Regions from separate parts of the Triticum aestivum genome. Here region 1 is linked to region 2. Evidence: chromatin contacts called from public Hi-C data. All regions are on one chromosome and are shown on one strand. Each heading gives the region's core, a stretch centred on a gene start, on an enhancer-like site or on the middle of the called end of the contact. The rest is flanking DNA. Distances are from core to core; before and after follow the strand shown. Region 1 has its middle 260 kb from the start of LOC123066255. Region 2 holds the start of LOC123072099.

Region 1 (6,808 bases), core at 4,027-6,526, 460 kb before region 2:
AACTGATTGGGCGAGGTCTGTAGTGACCTTAGCTCAACAGGAATACGGTGAAGACTTAGTGTCTTCGGCGTTCAACTCAGCCACCTAAACCATATGTATAGTTGATACAACAACTAGAACTGGTCTACCAAATCATCGTGTCATCTTCGAGCCTAATTGGTTTCAAATTCCTCACCCTTTACCTTAAAGTTATTCCAATGCTGAGGAATTTGTGATCTACTTTCTGAAGAATTTGAATTGAAGACTTTCATCATGTTGTTTTTCTTTTCTTCGGTTCATCTTCCTCTTACTTGAATGTTTGTATGATTACATGTTCTTCATGTATGTATCATGTATGCATGCTCTATGTTTTTGTGATGAATTATTCTCGCTCTTGTTTCTATTTCTTCACTCTGATCTTCGTCAAATTTATCAGAGTTTGACGAATTTCTAAAAATCTACCATTCAACCCCCCCCCCTCTAGGAGTAAACCCGCACTTTCAAACCGTCATAACTTTTGCATATGGGCTCCGAAATCAGCAAACTCAAGCTTGTTGGATAGATTACGACAAGTACTATCCAACAGCAACGTGATATATTAAAAACTAGCAATGGAGAATAGATGACAATTGGATAAGGAAGAGGACCTTCCCCAAATATGAACTGGCAAACTCTCCAACACCGAAAGTGCAAAGATGATGCAAATGTACTCCGTTTTTTATGAGCTTGAGTTTGACAAGAAGATGAACAGAAACTCTAAAAACCCCCAAAGAGAACACCAAATATGAACCAAGAAAGATGATGCCAAGGATGCAAAGGTTTGAGCTCTCTACAAACGATACAATCAAGCTACTCATCCGAGAGCACCCCTTGATAGTACGGCTGTCGATCCTATAACCCGGTCTCTCAACTAACGCCACGAGATCGATAAAATAGAAAATCTATCAAGGACAAACCTTTGCCTTGTGCATAGTCGACTTGAGCTAGATGAAGGTGATCTTGCACTCCTCAAAGTGGACCACCTTTCTTGATAGCGCGGGCTCGATGAAGACTACTAGATTTCTCCCCCATACTTCACTATGGGTGAGCCACTCTTTGGCACATCTTCACATTTCCATCGTCACCACAATGTATGGCTAGCTTTAAGCATGATCTCTTCGTGATGCTCCACTTGAACTTCCACACCGCAATCTTGATGACGATCACCACTTGATGTCATCCTCCATAGGTTATATGATATCTTACTTTTGATGCACGCCCATGGAAACATGCCTAACCCCACAAGAAAAACTCACATGGATCATGGGTTAATACACAAAGCATAATGGACAATGTTTACCATACCATGGGATCACTTGTCCCCACTTGGTACATCTTCTATGCTTTGTGTGTTATCTTCTCTCTTCATAAAGATGATGTCTTGAAGGTAAACATGAGTGTTCACACAATCTTTTTCTTCAAAACATGCTTGCAATAAGCTCAACTCTCACATGATCAATCTTTGGATAACTTCTTGAATACCACCTTGGCAACACATAATCTTCCACTTATAACTTTTAAACCAATGAATGATCTTCAAGCAAAGCCTATGGACAAACCGTCAAATATAACTCAAGGCAACCGTTAGTCCATAGAGATTGTCATCAATTACCAAGACCAAACATGGGAGCACCATGCTCTTTCACAATGACTAAGTTTTTTTTGAGCAAAAGAGAGGTTTCCCCCTCCGATGTGAGTTAGAGAAACCAAATCAGTCTTACAACAATCAGAACATTACCCACACATCAGACAAACAATAGCAAAGTTTCTACCATGTTATCTTACAAAACTTGGCCAAGCAGAAGCCGGTGCACAACCATAGGACACCATCTAAGATGATCACTACGCAAAACCATGCCACCAGAAGGCAGAGAAGAGAGAGACACCCCCCTCCCCTCCCCAAACTTCTCAGCCACCAAGTCTTGGGACTACTGGTCTGCACCCCTGTGCAGCGCGATAAACATCACTTGCCGCCCCTTCCGTGAGCTTTGCTCCCGGCATCAACATTCTTCCTTTGGTTCCTTTGTATGCAAAATAGCCCAATTCGAGATCCAATTACAGATTTTTTTCACCAAACCCATCGTGTCATATTTTTTATTATTAAAGATCACATCATTACGGCACTTCCAAACAGTCCAGAACAGAGGTGAAGTGCCTACTAGAACTAGTTTCTTATCATGTTTCATAAAAGATTTGATCCATCTGTTGAAACAATCATGCACATCAGCGGGAATAGAATGTAAATCAAACGCACATCTCAATAAATTCCAGATTAATTTCCCTGTAGAAGAAGAGAAAAATAAGTGATCAATATTTTCATCTTGCCCACAGAAAATACAATTCTTGTCTCCCTTTCATCCTCTTTTCAATACATTGTCTCTAGCTAATATGCTTTTACTATTCAAGAGCCACACAAAAAATTGGCACGGACTTGGGATTTTCACAAAAATATCTTTGGGGAACCCCAATATTTTAAGTAGACATATCTGAACAGCAATATATACAGAGAAGAAGTATACATAACCGGTGTTGTCCGCGATCGCGAACGGACACGTCTGCGGACGTTTAGGGCCAGATTTGCAAGTGTGGGTATAGTAGGACCTACACAGGCCACGGTAGAAACCAGAACAACAGAACTCGCGAGAATTGCCGAGAAACCACGGGCGCACAGCACCAGCATTTCATTTCACACAAGGCAGAGGGGGGAGACAAAGCACGCCCTAAAATGGATAGGCACCCGTTGATGGCGGGACACGGCTTGCCACTTCCAAGCCCGGAAACGAATAGAGCGAGCCTTCCTCGCGAACGCAGCAGCACCCGTACCGGTGGCGGTAGGTACGTGCCGGCATTATGGTGTACGCCCGTACGTACGCAGCAGCAGCAGTACCCTCTGTACGCTGCGTATCTAGCAGCACAGCGATAGCGGAGCGAACCGGCGGGCCCGGATCTCCAGTGACCCGGCGAATAGACAAGGCGCACATGGAGACAGCACCGAGGGGCGAGGGTGGGAGGGAGCTGAGACACACCAACACGGGAGATTAGAAAGGCGGCAATGATACGATCACCCAGCAGCGCTTTGCCCTAATTAGTTTACTGTCAGCGACTAATCAAATGGCGCCCGCGTAGATTAGTGGCACCACTTGCGGCAAATCAAAAGCGGGGGGCAGCCAGCTGAGCTCGCGTGCGGAGACAGCACCAACACATTAGAGAAAGAGAAAGAGGGAAACTAACGGCGCCGTCAGGCGGATGGGGCAATAATTGCCGCGCGAGCAGTGGTAGCAGAGCTGTTCAGACGGAGACGGCGACGGGCGGGGCGGCGAGGGGCGCCGGCTGTCGCGGCAGCGGACGGCACCGCGCGGGGTGTCCCCGCTCCCATCGCCGTGGGGGCGCTAAACTAATCCGCCCACTAGCTAACCCTCCATTAGCCATCATAGTGGTCCCCGGCGTCGGCATCTCCACTCGGATTAGTTCCCATTAGTTTAATTAACCCGGGATTTAAGTATTCCGTGGCTGCGTGGGTTTGGCCGGGGGAGCTGGCTGTGACGTGCTCCGCGTCCACACACACACACAAGAGAGAACGAGAAAGAAAGGGTCCGCTGTCTCCTGCGTTGCATCCTCGGACAGGCATAGAGCGGTCATCATTGCAATTTCGCGTTACCGGGGCATTTGAGACCGGCAGCCAGAGGCAGAGGCAGCGCAGAGATAACGATATTTAATTGTTCTTTAGCTTATCTCCCGACGTGAAGACCTAACCTGCCCCTGCTGCATCCAAGGAATCCTACCACTATTTTAATCCCCTCACTGACTGATTACTATTTTATTTAGTGCAGTTACCTAATTGGTTACTAATCGACGAGCTTTTTTCGGAGAAGAAGTAATCGGTTACTTGTGGTGTGGCGACGGTGGTGGATTTACTTTTACTTTTACACGCGGGCTCCGTCTCTTTGACTTGTCTCCTGTAGCCGGCCCGACACGGCCACACGGCGAGCTACGCTGTCTATCTTTAGGCTAGCCAAGGCACGACGACGCGGCCTCTGCATCGTCGTCCTGCTCCTCCAGGCCGCCAGCTCGCCTGATGGGCATGCTCTGAGGTCGACACGTGTGAACGAGGAGGTCCGAGAACAAGTGGGCTGTAATAACCGTTAACCCAAACGAGGGAAGAATAAAAGACGCAGTTGGAGCTAGTCATATCTGTGGTCTAACGATGACAGAATTAGTATATGCTGTGCTAATTTCTTGTTGGATTATGTTGGCACTACCTCATCCTGCTTTATCAATGCTTAATTAGGACGTGGCAGGCGGTTCAGACGAGAGCCCAAACCCAGCTATCAAACTCAGCCCCTGTTAGTTTATGCACCACTTTTGTATGTAGTTTAATTGAATGAAGCAAGTAAATAACTAGGCGCACCGTGCTACGTGTCGTGTGGGTGTGCTATTACTATTTCTGTATGCGGTAAACTAATCGGAGCTATGTTTGTACTTAGTGGACTAATTGGAGTATGCTTTTTCAAAAAAGAAAAAGAAATTGCACTAATGATCCATATACGTATGTTCTGATGGCGTGCGCGTTGGCCGCCGACCCGAGCGCGCATGGCGACATTTCGCCGGTCTCCTCTTCAATTTAAACAACAAGTAGTGTGTAGTACTATGCCAGCAACAGTGACGTCCGTCCCGAAGAATTATAATCTCCCACATCGTTTTCCTGGCTAAATTAAGAAATGGACGTCCATAGCCAAAATAACAACAGTGGACGTCCTCGATGACCCACTAGTTCGGAGATGCTGAATTTTCCTCCGGGCGTTTCGGCCCAAGAGAATTTTCGGGTGAAAATAGCATAGCGTGGTAATTTCACGCGTTTCCTACATTGGGATGGCGATCGTCTCGTCTTGGTTTGCTGGTGCCAAGTGTAGTCATGCCGTGTTACTGCGTCGCATGCCTTGGATAGATGGATAGATCGACGGCTAGATAGCCACTAGGCCTAGTTGAAAATTGGAGACTGCGATTTATGGAAGTTCTTTTTTTCTGCTACGGGGGTGGTTCGTGCGAGGCCCCCAGGAAATTCCCGTGTCCGGAAGTAGGTGCGCCTAGGAGGAATCAGACCGCCACAATCTGCTATGAAAAGGGGAATCAGATCGCCATCAGCGTGATAGGAATCGGCGTGGGCCGATACGCGCGCGGGCAGCATAGTGGGATAGGACTCCCAACCGACGTTGACCCGGCCCAAGACCAACCAGGCACGGCGATCCGCCTCCGTCCGTCCGCCCGTCCCGTCGGAGGACGGCCACCACCACCGTGCAGGCGGGCGGGCGGGCAGGAGGGGCACAGTCCCGCATCGCCGTCCCCACCCCTGCTGCTGTGGGGGCAGAGAAAGAAAGGGCGCTGCGTCGGCCCACCGGCCACGAGACCCACGCTGACACACCAGCACAGCCCTTGATGATTCCCGCCCGGCCGTCAGGTTCCATCAGAGGCTCAGGCTGAGTCGACGAGTCGCCTCGATGCCCGTCCATCGTCGTACGGTCCGAACAGGCCCTACCCGCCGCGCTGCTGCGCCCCCGTCGGCGTGCGCCGGTGCGGTGCATGCATCCGATGAGGCCGCCCCGACCCCGAGATGCGCGCCCGATCTGGGCCGTCCGCCCTCCTCCGTCCGTAGGCGCCCAGGGCCTCGGCTCGTGGGCCGTACAGGCCGTAGCCTGGTGCGGTAGGCAAGCCAACCGATGCGAGCGAGCCTCGAGGAGTCACGGGCGCGCGTTCCTGGCCTGGCCCGCCCTGCTTGCTTTGCCTAGCGCGCCACGCCTCGCTCTGCCCGGCCCCCTCGTGCCCGCCTGACCCATTTACTTCCCTCTCAGGAACACATGTGGGCCCGACGCATCAGGATACCCGGTAAAAAGAAATCGTCAGTTTACGGCCCAGTAGAATTTTCAACGATTCTCCATGGTCGCATCATGGATGATTGACCGCTCGGAACGTGCAAGGTGGCAGCTCCATCGCCGGTGTGCTGCGTGCTGGTAAACCGGCCGCCGCCGCCGGAGCTGCGAGGCTGGGGGTTCGCCGTCGCCGGCACATTTTCTGCTGCCACATATGGCGTGGCGTGCTGCACGGTTGAGGGGAGAAAAAAAGAACTATTTACCCTTGAATTCTGCCGTGCTCTTAACCATGTTCCACCTACTGAATTGTCCAAGTCTTTTCCGTTCCTTCACCGCCGAGCCCTGTATCTGTATGCGAGTACACGTCTTTGCTGTTCTGCTGCCTGCATGACAAGCAATGGAGGGAGGGAGAGTTTTGGAGACCACAGAAAACATCTCTTTTCAGCGGCCACATGCAGCCCCCCGCCCCTGCACTGCACTGCGCTGCAACACACCATGCATCATCATGCTGCCTGTGCCTGCCTGCCCGCCCTCCTCTGTTGCTGCAAAGCAGGTGCGCAGCTGCAGTGTAGCAAGCGCGCGATTGAGCCATTGAAGTTAGGTGACAATGAGTCAATGAAGGCCCTCTGAGATGCGTGGACAAGTTATTATTACCACACAAACAATCACCCACAGGTTTCAGTCTGAAGAGAAAGGAAGTAGCGTTACTCGTAGCAGGCAAGGAGCCAACGGAGCACAGACACGCAGAAGCAACGCATACAGTTTTCTTCGTCGATCTCACATGGAAGGCAGTCAAAGAGAGGGGTACAACTACTACCGCCACCACTATTTGCACACCGTGCCGTTCATTATTATTCTGCGCTGTTAACCTGTTAGGGCATGTCTAAGGCCTGTTAGGGCATGTCTAAGGCCAACTCCAGTGCACG
Region 2 (6,864 bases), core at 1,735-4,234:
TTTGCTTTGTCGTGCCATTTAACTGTCCTTTCCATTTTTACTGCTACTGATAGATGCTACTAACAGGTTCCTAGTTGGGGATATCTTTTCTCTGATCCTGCTGTTCTTCTGGTTGCTTCTTGTTTAGAGTTCTTTGAACGGGGAACCCCATCGGTTACACTACTAATTAATTTTTTTACTGTGATGGAACGTAAAGGTAGATGAATGGTTGGAAGCTGATCTGATGTTTGTGAGATCTGCTGATGTTGCGTTGGTGCCTAAGAAAGCAAAGTTACAATCACAAACCAATAAAGAGGGAATGCTCTCTATGTATGAGGTCATCTAGAATATCTCTACCAGTGCTTCTATCATGATTATAATATGGCAAGTCTCCGTATCAAGAAGTGAGATTTGCAAAACTATAGACAATTGAATGACGTCTTGTGATGCCCCCCTTACGCAGTTGCTTAAGCAGTTTAAGCATCATCATATAGGATTTGCTATGCTCGATTATCATACTAGTACCAATCAAATTCAGCTGACCTTTGGGATGAGCCAAATATTGCTTTCTTGCTGCTGCCATTTGCATTACTTGTAAGCCTGGTTTGGTACGTGATGATTATCTTTACTTCAAGCAATTTCTGTTCATGCTTATATCATTAATGTGATATTTACCCTTGCAGTACAACCATCGGCATCTAACTGAATAACTAAACCGTAAACACTGGGATTTTACCCAATTCCAGTGTGCTTGTTTTCTTTTGCTTGGTTTCAGCCTTGTACCTTGGTCCATCCAAAGGAAATGATAGGCTAGGATAAGCTGTATTTTGTGGTCCTTTCGTGGAACGTACGTGCTTAAATTAGATACCATGGTGATCTAAATGTCCTTTTGTCAACAAGACTTTATGGCGTTCACTGCATTGTTCTCATTGGAAGTACGCAACTAGTTTCCAATACGTCCAAATACACTCCCCTGATTTTTAACTTGGTAGTATCGGAATAAGTTTTGGCCAGTCATGATCTATGTGTTTTTCTTGTGCTTAAAATACAGCTAGTTTCAAGTATTCTTAGACACAAGCCGGAAGTTTCCTGCCCTGCAACTTGCTTGGGAAATAGTTAAGAATGACAGAGACAGACGAATTCATGGTGTTCTGGTTATTTTCATGTGCTCAGATTCAACTGTTTTTAAGTGTTTGTATCGCACATGCAATAGACGAATTTATGGTGTTCTGGTTATTTTCATGTGGTCAGATTCAACTGTTTTTAAGTGTTTGTATCGCACATGCACCTCTGAAAGCTTCCTAGTTTCCAGCTAGCTTAAAAAGCACTTAAGAATGACAAAGATGTGTAGATTCATGATGCAGTGAGAGGCGTGAAGCATTCTGTTGCACACTTGTAATAACAACCGAGTTTACAGGTCAGTTGCTTCATCTACCATCCTCATGTCGATATCACAGCCTAAAAATATGGCGAAAGTGTCACTTGGGAAAGCTACACATTGTGTGGTAAGGCTCAAAGTGGAAATTATTGTTGTCCTAACTGATGTTGAAACTTGAAAGTGCAATCTTGGTCACTAGCGTGCTCAGGAAGGGGAGGTAGGTGAGACGAAGAATGTGAAGAATGTTAGAAACACCCCTTGGTTTTTACGTGAAGCACTCTTGCGCATTTCTGAACTTCCCCTGTGCACTTTGACTTGTTTCATACTCCCTCCATCTAGATACATCCGTTTGAGCGACAAGTAGTTCCGGACGGAGGTAGTACGGTTTTAAGACTGTCGGTTTTCAAACCTATTAGTTAGTCCGTTTCTAGGCATCCTTTTATCATTATGAATGTTCCTTTGTATATGTCAACACTCAGATGCTATAAGCTATCAAGAATGAGTTGTGGTAGCTCTATTTGTTCGAATTTCAAGCTGTATAGTTGAGATTTGTCTCTCAAAGCTGTATTTTGCCGTTTAGCACAACAACCTAATTAAGAGGACTTATTTGTCGATTCAAGCAATACTAATACTACTCTTTCGGTGTGGGTGGGCATTGAATGCATGCGAGTGATGATCTTGTTTTTCTCTTGCTCTAGTTCCGGAGTTTGAGAGGATGATAGTTCCTCTTTGCCTACTCATTTGAAAAACGCGTGGTTTGATCTCTTATTCGGTTCCTTTTTCATGTGCAAGTTTAAGGATGTGATAGTAGTCCATAGTAAACGACATTGGAGATACCTAGGGGGCAGTATACCTAAAGAGCACTTTGGTTCTTTCTTTTATATTACTGATGAAACATTTTGTTTCTTTTGACCGAGGGATTATCTTGTTCTTTTTCTTGCTCTAGTTCTGTGGTTTGAGGGAGCGACAGCTCCTCTCTGCCCACTCAAATATTCGTGTAGTTTGATCTTTGTTAATCAGAACCTTTTTCCTATGCAAGTTTAAGGATGTGGCTGTATAACCAGTTCATGCTAAACGACATTTGAGATACCTAGGGGGTGTAGCATACCTAATGAGCACTTTGATTCTTTCTTTTATATACTACTGAAAACATTTTGTTTCTTTTGACCGGCTCCTTCTGATCTACAATGCCCGCCCTACGGATTGCATTTTTTATCTCCACGCTGCAAGGTGCCAACGAGCAAGTTCTCTGCCGTGTATCATTGTACAAATACAATATTCTAATGGGAATATAAAGAACCGTACATGATCTATGGACGTCTCTTTACTGCATATTGTGCTGTTGAACTGTCATCATTATATTTCACCTTCCATTTTGACCATTTTACTCCTTACCGAAACATAAAATTGTGACTTTTTTTACCTGCCTTGCTTGTTGTTAACACCTCCGGACTGGAGAGCACTGCAAGTAACCTCTCTGCCATGGTGGCTTGTTTGTTTCTACATATATATGGCTGACAAATGGTTAAAAGTGCAGAAGGAATCCAATACGAAGTGGAAAGTGGGGCCACCTCCACAGAATTGGAGATCCCACCAGCAAACTGTCATTATATCCCAGTCACCCAATGGGACTGGCTGTCTTTGCAAATGATTTGCCATCAGACAAGTAGAATACCATTTGATGGTGTCACTTTTGTGATTGCTGGTGTTCACCTTCCATTCCCCGCCTAATTTTATCCAGGTAGGATTAAAATAAATACTTGGATTTCCTGTGAGCGGTCTCCGGCCCTAAGCTGTTGGTTGTTCCTCTTCCTCTCTGTTCTCTTCCCCAGGACCGACTAGTATAAAAGAGGAGGGTGCTTTTCTACTCTCCTTCAGACGACAAGGCATAGCTACGAGAAAGAAAGTCTTGTTGGAGAGGGAGGGAGAGGAAGCTCCGACCCACCCAAACCCAAAGGGGTGCGAAGAGGCAGCATGGAGCGTGCAGGGGAAGAAGATGACACAGGGAGTGGAAGCAGGAGGAGGAGCAGGAGCAGGGGTGGATCAGATGCAACGTCGACCATGAGCGACGGCGGCACCACGGCGGTCAAGCAGCACCAGGCTCTGAGGCTCGTGGAGGACCTCTCCCTCCCTTCGGTATGATCTCCCTCCCTCTCCCCCTCTCTCAAGCTTGATCACAGCCATGGAATCTCTAGCGGCTCTGCTATCCCAGCTCCGATCATAGTCTGGTCATGTTTTCTTCAAGTTTGTTCTTCTCTCTTTTTTCTCTCCTTCTCCGGTGTCAAAAGGAGCATGTCAAATGTGTCAGTCTCACAGATCATCAGTAGTTTCCTCCTATATTGCCTGCTTCTTTTCCTGATTCCTTTGCTCTTCCCCATGAGGAAATGGAGTCGTTGTGAGTGGCATGCACATTGGAATCAATCTCTTGGTTCCACTCCCATTTGTCAATATGCACTAGCTACCCTAGCCCTCCTTGGATGCCCACTATTCTATATAGTACCCGTGTCCTGCATTCAGTCCTCCCATATTGTGTGTTCCCCGTCCCCTGTCTGCAGCCCCATTGAAGTGTGTGAGTGAGTGACTGTTTATCTACTCCTTGGATACTCACGGTCCCCCTCTCATTTCCAATCACCTTTTGCCGCTAAACTTTTTATACATCATCATAAAGGTAGAAAGAGAGAGGAGGCACTGCATCAATCAACCCATCAATTCCACATTTTACTTTGTTTTGTTTAACCCGCACTGCACCACCGCTAGAAGCAGAAACACAAGTGGTGAGATCAGAATGATCTCACCTTGTTCCTCCAACTCAGAAAGGGACAAATGAACAGCCACCTGCATCCGCACGGAGCTGCAGTGAGAGTCTGACGGTCTCATACGGACACGTCGCTACGCGTGCGTCAAGCAACTGTAGTGAGTAGCTAGCAACACTGCAATGAGCAATCAAGGTGTCGGTTGTGCCTCCATTAGAGAGACCCCCTCTTGCTCTTGGAATCGCAGAGGTGTAGCTGAAATTGCCATAGGAAAACCGGTGGCCATGGACGCCATGTGTGCTTGCTTGCTGCTGCCATTAGGTTAGGTATGTGATTCCTAAGCTAAGATTAAGACTGGATTTTTGATGTGTCTTTCTTGGATCTTGACCTAACATCACGTGCGTCCATTAGAGAGCCGTTAACCGGGAACAAGTCACGGTCACATCACTGTAGCAGGCTCGATCAGCAAACAGATTCTTTCCCATTAATACAAGGTACTACCGGTCAAACAAATGCCTCTTCCCCTCTCGATCTGGCTCAGAACATCCCCCTGCCTCTGCCTTGCCTCTGGCTCATTACCTTCCGTAGATTCCTTCCTGCTCCGTATTTTCCCGGTCAAATACGGCACATGCTATGCAGAATGAGGCTCCCTTTGACCTGCAGACACAAATATCTTCATGTATGCGGGGCTTAAATAATGGAAACGCATCTATTCACTCGTCCGTTCCTATCACAAACATGCTAGTACCTTGCTAAGCATCTTTGAATGCATTTTTTATATATACGCGTGTGCACGCGTTGCTGACGTTGAGCCATGCAAATTTTAACTCACTCTGCGGATCTGAATGAAACATTGCCGTCCCCACAATTTGGTTGATCCGGTCAGTCAAACAAAAGCATTTCACCGTCAGCTGGCTAGCCAGCCAGCCAGGGTGCACAGTTTTGACCCAACACCCCTGCACATGTGGCTGCATAGAACATATACATACAGGAGAAGAAACAGTATTTTAATTAGAGTACAAATGCTTGACATGTGGGTGAAGTACTCCTTAGGTGAAAATACAGAATAAAACGATCCCTATCCACGATCGATATAAGACTGTTAAGAGCTCTTAATTGATTATTAGGTTGGATGGCAATGTGCCTGTTTAACAATAACACATGGGGATGGGGACGGCGTATATACATACACTGCATGTATAATAAAGACACACCTATACATGTAGTCATGGATGTAGACATGCATATGTTCTCTATGTCTCTAGCTAGCATGCTTCTAGCTAGTTTAAGATGTTCTTCTGGTGAAAAATGAAACCGTTAAGATGTTTGTGTCATCTTTGCGTTTTTATTATTACGGCCGGCACCCGACATTAAGGTACGAGATGCACCACTGGGCCACATGCGTCTGCCCTCGCTCTACCATGCTCTATGCATGTAAGGTTGTCCTTGATCGCTGGAGGTATCATACGTATCACAAGCGCCGCACGTGATGAGTATACAACAAGCAGCAGCAGCAGCAGCTTAAATTAACTTATCAGACCATGCCATGGAAACGAACAACTGCTCCTGGCTAGTACTTGCAGCAGTGCATGTGGTGACCAGAACGAGGGACAGAATTTTTCAAGTGGCAAGTGGTCAAGATAGAATGGTTAGGTGAGAGGGACGCATACATGGATTGCAATTAGCACGTAGCTCTAATATTCTTTAACTATAGAGTGGGCCAGGTTGCCAGTTGCCGCTACCACCACTCAAGTACTAGTAGCTAACCATCCACAATTAACCACCGTCCGTATAGCTAATAATCAAGTCAAGGCCTAACCAAGACTTAAAAATTCAGCTAGTACGTAGTACATCGATCAGTGGCTTAGCTGCAGAATGTGTTGACATATACTAGCTGGTTGCCGGTCCCTTTGCTTAATTGCGTAGAAGCGATGCAAACATATTGGTGCCGAGTTGATGATGCTTAATTAGCCAGTGCGGATGTTGATGGCGGAAGTTTAATGGGATTCTGAATACGTCTGCAACGGATGCAGGTGCAGGTGGTGGTGATGAGCGCCAACATGGGCTGCTCCCACTGCCGACAGCGGGTCACCAAGGTCGTCACCAAGATGAACGGTGAGGATCCAACTGACATCTCATTTTAATCACTGATGTTCGCTGCGATATCGTGCTGATGTGTTATCGGTGTGTATTGATCTCGTCTAGCAGGGCTGCTGGATTACATGGTGGATTTCGGGAAGAAGGAGGTGACGGTGAGGGGCACCGTAATTCACACCAAGAAGAAGAAGAGGAAGAAGCAGCAGCAGTACATGATCACTGGGCTGGAGAAGGTGCCGCCTGCTAACATGGGCGCCAGGACGCTCTCCTGGTTTTTGGGATGCTACGGTTCATAGCTAGTAGTAGTACAAAGCATAGTAGTATACTGTTATGTACAAGTAGTTGCTTAATTGTTATTATGTGTTTTTAGTTACTCTTTCTTTATAATTTTTCCTTGGAAATAATGTATGCCGGTGGAGTGCTAGTGGTAACTATTGTGTATATCATGTCCTATAATCTCATATTTGCAAATTGCAAGGTGCTAGAACACACATTGCAGGCTTCTACAGTAGTACATTTTTGTATGTGGGCCTTCTCTTCAAATATGAAATGGAACCATGAGGATTAAGTTACACGTCGTTTTCAGACTGGCTAACAGTAGTGTCTCGTATCCAAAGTTTCGAGTGTACATAGGCCCACCATCCTTAGCACGCCCGG

Evidence for each region. Hi-C and Micro-C count contacts between places; a contact is called where the count stands out from the background.
Region 1: a contact with region 2 is called in a Hi-C map of leaf, with 3 times the contacts expected there. The contact joins the enhancer-like site here to the promoter of LOC123072099 in region 2. A contact is called at or near these places in 2 of 5 Hi-C or Micro-C datasets (both in leaf).

What each region holds. Positions count from the first base shown.
Region 1 is chr3B:739,151,234-739,158,041 of IWGSC CS RefSeq v2.1, reverse strand. No RefSeq gene overlaps it. Among protein-coding and RNA genes, the nearest start is that of LOC123066255, 260 kb to the right of the region's middle. Within about 2 kb of position 5,276, at least 8 of the 8 cell types and tissues checked have an H3K27ac peak or open chromatin away from gene starts, as enhancers often do. A contact at or near this core is called in leaf, where this site is marked.
Region 2 is chr3B:738,687,472-738,694,335 of IWGSC CS RefSeq v2.1, reverse strand. It overlaps LOC123072099, which reads left to right and starts at 2,984. Exons shown (of 4, transcript XM_044495657.1): 1 at 2,984-3,098; 2 at 3,190-3,493; 3 at 6,144-6,225; 4 at 6,319-6,770. The coding sequence starts at 3,332. The coding sequence ends at 6,503.